2 separate regions of the Xenopus laevis genome follow, and region 1 is linked to region 2. The links are chromatin contacts, called in public Hi-C maps. All regions are on one chromosome and are shown on one strand. The core of a region is the stretch at or near the end of the contact, and the rest is flanking DNA. Distances in the headings are between cores, read along the strand shown.

Evidence for each region. A called contact is a pair of places that touch in the nucleus more often than the background predicts.
Region 1: a Hi-C map of the XTC cell line shows a contact between it and region 2, with 2.2 times the contacts expected there. The contact joins two enhancer-like sites. A contact is called at or near these places in 2 of 4 Hi-C or Micro-C datasets (the XL177 cell line and the XTC cell line).

What each region holds. Positions count from the first base shown.
Region 1 is chr8L:17,962,447-17,965,511 of Xenopus_laevis_v10.1, reverse strand. nr6a1.L (nuclear receptor subfamily 6 group A member 1) reads left to right here. Exons shown (of 11, transcript XM_018229561.2): 3 at 2,330-2,383. Among protein-coding and RNA genes, the nearest start is that of nr6a1.L, 47 kb to the left of the region's middle. Within about 2 kb of position 1,686, at least 1 of the 7 cell types and tissues checked has an H3K27ac peak or open chromatin away from gene starts, as enhancers often do.
Region 2 is chr8L:17,868,282-17,871,150 of Xenopus_laevis_v10.1, reverse strand. The region is part of intron 3 of nr6a1.L (nuclear receptor subfamily 6 group A member 1); the gene reads left to right. Among protein-coding and RNA genes, the nearest start is that of LOC108698235, 38 kb to the right of the region's middle. Within about 2 kb of position 1,405, at least 2 of the 7 cell types and tissues checked have an H3K27ac peak or open chromatin away from gene starts, as enhancers often do.

The DNA.
Region 1 (3,065 bases), core at 437-2,936, 94 kb before region 2:
TTTGGAAAGCCGAAGCGATCCCAATGCCATCTCGTTGGCTATTCACATTCTAGATGGTGGGAAGGCTTTTCAGGGAGATTAGTTGCCCGAAGAAGAGAGAGATTTGTCGCTGGGCGTCTTTAGTGATAGCCAAGAGCCAATTACTTAGAAATTACTTAATTGGCCACAAATTTTGAGGCTAACTGAAGTCTGAAACAAAAGCCCCATTTGTTTGTTTATGTTAGGCTTTTGGACACCTCCGCCCCTGAATGTTTCTTTATGCACTCAAAGGATCACGCCTGCAAAAAAAATAAACAGACTAGTTATACAATTATAAAACATACAGGAATTATACCACCAAGTGGGTGAAAGGTGTATGTTTTCTCTAAAAAAGAAGTATAAATACACCTTGCACAATCAATGAATTATGAAGTAGCCAAGTTTGGAAGAAACCCCAGAGTGTGGGTAATAGATAGGTATTCACCAGGACAAAAAGTTTTAGTGTGAGAATCTTTTAAAGTGGACCTGTCACCCAGACACACAAAGCTGTATAATAAAAGTCCTTTTCAAATTAAACATGAAATCCAATTTTTATTTTTTATTAAAGCATTCATAGCTGTTGTAAGCTCATTTAAAAATCTCAGTTGTCAATCAAATATTGTCTGCCCCTCCTCTATACCTTAGGCATAGAGGCGGGGCAGACAATTACTTCCTAGATGTCACTGCTCTCCACACATTCCCCCTCTTTCTTCCCTGTTTAATTGTGTAGCCAGGGCATGGTGGATGGACATCGGGTCCCCCATTCTGTTGCACAAACAAGATTCTGAGATGATGCAAGGTAGAGTTCTGAAGCGGGTCGGATACCCTCGGGTTACCTGCAAAAAAAATGGGCACTCTGCGGAATGAAGGGAGGATTTTCAGGTGCGGGTATAGCCGCGGGTCTGTGCGTCATGGGTCTGGTTGCGGTTCTCATTTAAATTTCTTATCTTATCTAATATTGTCTATATTTTACTGCCTTTAAAGTTTTACAAAACTTGTTTCTGTCCCTACCCACTTTGATGACATCACTTCCGCTTTGCAGCACCATCACTTCCTGCTTGATGGTGGTTGGCGGGTTGTGTTGCGGTAAAGGCAGTTGCAGGTCCGAGTCGGGTAGCGGATCAAAGTGGGTAAATATGCGGGTTCGGGTCAGGTCCGGGTCTTAGAAATTAGTTCCGTGCAGAACTCTAATGCAAGGCTTGTTTTAATAACAGTGTCTGCAAAATGGCTCCTGCCTGCTTGCTATAATTATGAATTCCCAGACTGAAGGAAACAAGATTCAAATTATTTATATAGTGTAATCAAAGTTCATTTAGCTTGACTAATGTGATAAAATAGAATTTTGAATAATTTTTTTGGGTGACGGGTCCCCTTTAAATGAACGCAGCAGTGAATAAAAACAAAAAAACAAACAGTCATTAATTAGAACATGGATGGCCCAACATGTTTCGTGCCAATGGAGGCATTTAATAATAGGCTCATAGACCCCCATGTCATAATTGGCTTTGTTTTGTCAGTGGGAGAACCACAGCCTGTATATCCCTATGTCTGTCTTTCCAATAACAAGGCTGTACCCACACACAATTGTGGAAGGAAGTTGTGGCTTGTGTGACTAGTGGCTGTAACAGTTGTGGTCAGAGACTGTGTCCTGCCATCTGGCCACTCTTGGAAGCGGACACACACACACAAGCAGGTATATACTGCAAGTGACCATCTGCTGACCCCTGTATTTACCCCCTGCAGGGCAGGAGGAGCTGACCCGTGCCAGGTTAAACATTAGAAGACCTTCCCATTGTTTGCATTGGAACCCCTACTGTATGCTGACCAACTGTATCAGTGAGGTTTCATTAACCCTCTCACTGTGCTGCTTACAACCTTGTATCTTTAAATAGCAAAAGTAGCAGAAAAAAACGAAAGCAAAAAGGATATCCTAAGGAAATGTTTATTTTATATTTTTTTTTAAGCATCCACAAAAGCTTCTAATTCATTTTTTTTTTAATGTGGGTGTTATTTCTTTAAAAGCAACTCAATAAGACAAACCTGTGTTTAAAGGGAAAGATTTTGTGAAAAGAGCCCAAATCTGCTATTTCCCTAACCTATATGAAATTGTGTTGATGTTTTGCAGCGCTGGTACTCCTGTGGTTTAAATGTATCTTGCCTTCTCTTTAGTGGGGTTTTCCCGCATTCATTCATTTTGCAATGATCTGTAAATGTATGTATCCTTTGATGAAAAATTACCCAGATGTGTGTAAATAGACCCATGGTCCTGTATAAAGTAAATACAGGCTAATAGAACCTTTCCTCTCTCCAGCAGGGAACATGCCTGACCTTTCATCTGATGGATTTAAAATGAACTCCCTGGTTGGTAAGTGTAACAACCTACCCCCTAGCCCTGTCCATGATAAGAGCAGCTGCTATGGTTCATTTATTTGAATTTGTGTAGGAGGTGCAAGGGTTAGGCTCAGAAACCACAATCAGCAGCTCACTGGCTGTTAAAGGACAAGGAAAGGCAAAAAAATAAAATCCCATTTTTACTTTCTTTAATTAAAAAGAAACCTATCTCCAATATACTTTAATTAAAAAATGTGTACCGTTTTTATAAGAAACCTGACTGTATGCAGTGTAATTCTCCCTTCATTTACTGTTGTGGATAGGAATTGTCAGACGGTCCCTAACTGCTGAGCAGGGAAACAATCATACTTATGAACAGCAGGGGGAGCCTTCGCCTTAATTCCCAGCCATGCAGAACTCAAGCAGCTTTGTTTATGACGATCCCTAAGCAGCCCAGACCACGCTGAGCATGTGCACTTAGTCTTAGTCTTGCAAAGATGTTTAACAAAGTTACAAGATGGTGACCCCCTGTAGCCAACTTTGAAAGCTTAAATCATTTGTTTGATTAGGCTTGTGGTGCAGTAAGTTCATGCTTATGTTTAGTATACAAAATACAGCATTTCTAGCCTTATTCTATTTTAGACTTTCCTTGTCCTTTAAAGTGCTCTGGTGGATGATGGGAGTTGTAGTTTAGCAGCAGCAGCTGACATGGAATG
Region 2 (2,869 bases), core at 156-2,655:
GGATCCCGTACCTGTAGTAGTATTATAGCCATTTTTTTTTATGGATTCAAAGGACTTTACATATAAAAAAAACAAAAATCAAATGTATATTAGAGGGCATATACAGGTCATGGAACTTCTAATATCCTAATATTTTTACAGATGTTTCTTAACCTTTATTTTTTTAGGAGACCCAAATTAAGTCAGGTTTTCAGATAAGTTAGCACAAAAATGTACCGGTATGGGATCTGTTTTACAGAAATCCGTTATCCAGAAAGCTCAGAATTATGGAAAGGTGGTCTCCCATATACTCCATTTTATCCAAATAATCAAAATGTTTACAAATTTCCTTTTTCACTGTAATAATAAAACAGTAGCTTGTACTTGATCCCAACTAAGATATAATTAATCCTTATTAGAAGCAAAACCAGACTATTGGGTTTATTTAATATTACCTGATTTTCTAGTAGACTTCAAGGTATGAAGATCCAAATTACAGAAAGATCTGTTATCTGGAAAACCATAGGTCCTGAGCATTCTGGATAACAGGTCCCATACCTGTACAGTATTAACAGAAGCAGTCATAAAATCCCCACTAATCACATTCGCTCTATGAGCATAAGGTGCTGTGCGCAGTGATTCCCACAGGGTGAGCTGCGTAACTACGGAGGTGATGGTATAGCAACCGACCTCTAGAATCCTAGTGCCCCCAGTGGTATAATATACTCACTAGACGTGAGACATGGAAGGCGGAAGCGTTGCGGAAGCGTTTTTCACAAGTCGCTCTGAGAGGAAGCCAGTTTGGCGAGGATGCCGTCGCTCTGAATTTGCGGAAGCGTGTCACTGATATGCACATTGGACTCAAAGGGACGCCGAGGAACTGAAAGCGCAATATGGAATGCACAGGACACTTTTTTTCAATGCGTTTTGACAACGGATGTTTGGGAGTGTGATTTTAATTATTTATTAAACTTGTGAAAAACGCTTCCGCACATGTCCATTTATCTCTCCACGTTAAGCGGATTAAGAAGTCGTCTCAGAACAGGAAGAAATAGATTTTAACCAACGCCTTCCTTCTCTCACGTCTAGTGAGTATAATATACCACTGGGGGCACTAGGATTCTAGAGGTCGGTTGCTATACCATCACCTCCCTAGTTACGCAGCTCACCCTGTTGGAATTTGGGGACACCATAGCATAGATTCAAACTTATATTTTTTTTTTAAACGGCTTCCTAAGTTTTGTCAAGCAATAACTTTTTGAACAAAGCAAAGCTCAGGAAATAGTTTTTCACTGAAATTGAGGTTATTACACTGTCCCTTTAACGACTGGTTACATTCTTTCCAGCTGGTTAGGCAGACATGTACATATCTAGTGCTTTAGTTCTGCCTCTCCGTAACAGGGTTCACGCTGGAGCATCACTAGTGATGTAATTCGGGTTAAGAGCAGGTCAGGAATGCCACACGCATTGTCTTATGAATGAAAGAACTTGCACGCCCACAACTGCTGCCCTTGATTTTGCAGAGCCATATTGGTGCACGGATCTGTTTAAAAGAAGGCAATAAAGACGGCACCCTCTGTACAGTTACAATGCCACGGGAATTGTAGAGAATACAATTCATTGCTTTTTTTTTTTTCCATTTTGCAATCAATGTTTTAGCCGGGCTAATCAGCTCGTTTTATAGCGACCCTTTAAATCATAAGCTCTTGCAAGTAGGATAACTTTTATTATAAACTATTGTAAAGCACTGCATAACTTGCTGGAGCTATAGAAATAAATGATGATGACAATTTTATTCCTGTTTCCGTGAAGAACAGTGACAGCGAGATAATAGACAAGCTGGTAAAACTCATCCAGGCCACTTGTTCACATGTCTATATATTAAGCGGAAATGGCAGCATTGACAATGTCGCCACATACAGGAGTACTGAGTAGGTGCTAGGAAGCCAAAATTCAGCAAGCCAGGAAAGACAGAAGCTCTACAGATCTATAGGTTTAAGGTGGCCATACACGGGCAGATAAAGCTGCCGATATCGGTCTTTGGACCAATTTGACAGCTTATCTGCCCGTGTATGGGGGCTTCCGACGGGTCTTCCCGATCGATATCTGGCCATGATATAGATCGGGAAGGTTTGATTTTTAACCGACCCGTCGGAGCCCCTTGGCGTATCGTATTTTGATCGTTCGGCCATACGGAATTACCCCCGATATAGCCATGCCGTTAGTGGCATATCGGGGAAAGATCCGCTCGTTTGGCGAAGTCGAAGTGTATGGCCAGCTTTAGAGCATGTGTGTGTTAGAGGCAATTATGACCATAGCAACCCATAAATATATTGTAGAATCAATCTTATACTTCTGAACCCAAGAAAGGCTTTGTTGTGTATTTGCTCAATGAAACCAAGCATTCCACCATCTTTCCATAACAACATAGATGTCAATAGGCACCAACATTCCATCTACATTTTTTTAGGCTGTTGGCAAAAATATATGTTATGTGCATACTTTTATGTGTGCAGTTTTATTGTTTGAGTCTAGGCCAATTATGTGGGTGCATACAAACATTTTTAGGCAGTGCAATTTGTGTTTTTTTTTGTGCTGGTATCATGTAATATAAGTGTATTAAAATAGTTACATTTTAATTTGTGTATGGGCTGTGTTGCATTGAACTGATATAGTATGGACTATACCAATTTAGCATGCACCTATACTGAATACTTGATTGAGTCTGTTCCCTATTTTATCTATTCTAGCAGTACTGGAATGTCCGCTTATTGATTCTTTGAGACTACTGTGAGGTCAGCACTCATCCTTTGATATAAATAGCACTCAGTGACAGTTTTGTGACTCCTTGAAAGGAATTCCTGAAGGCTTTTGCTTTCACCGCTAACTA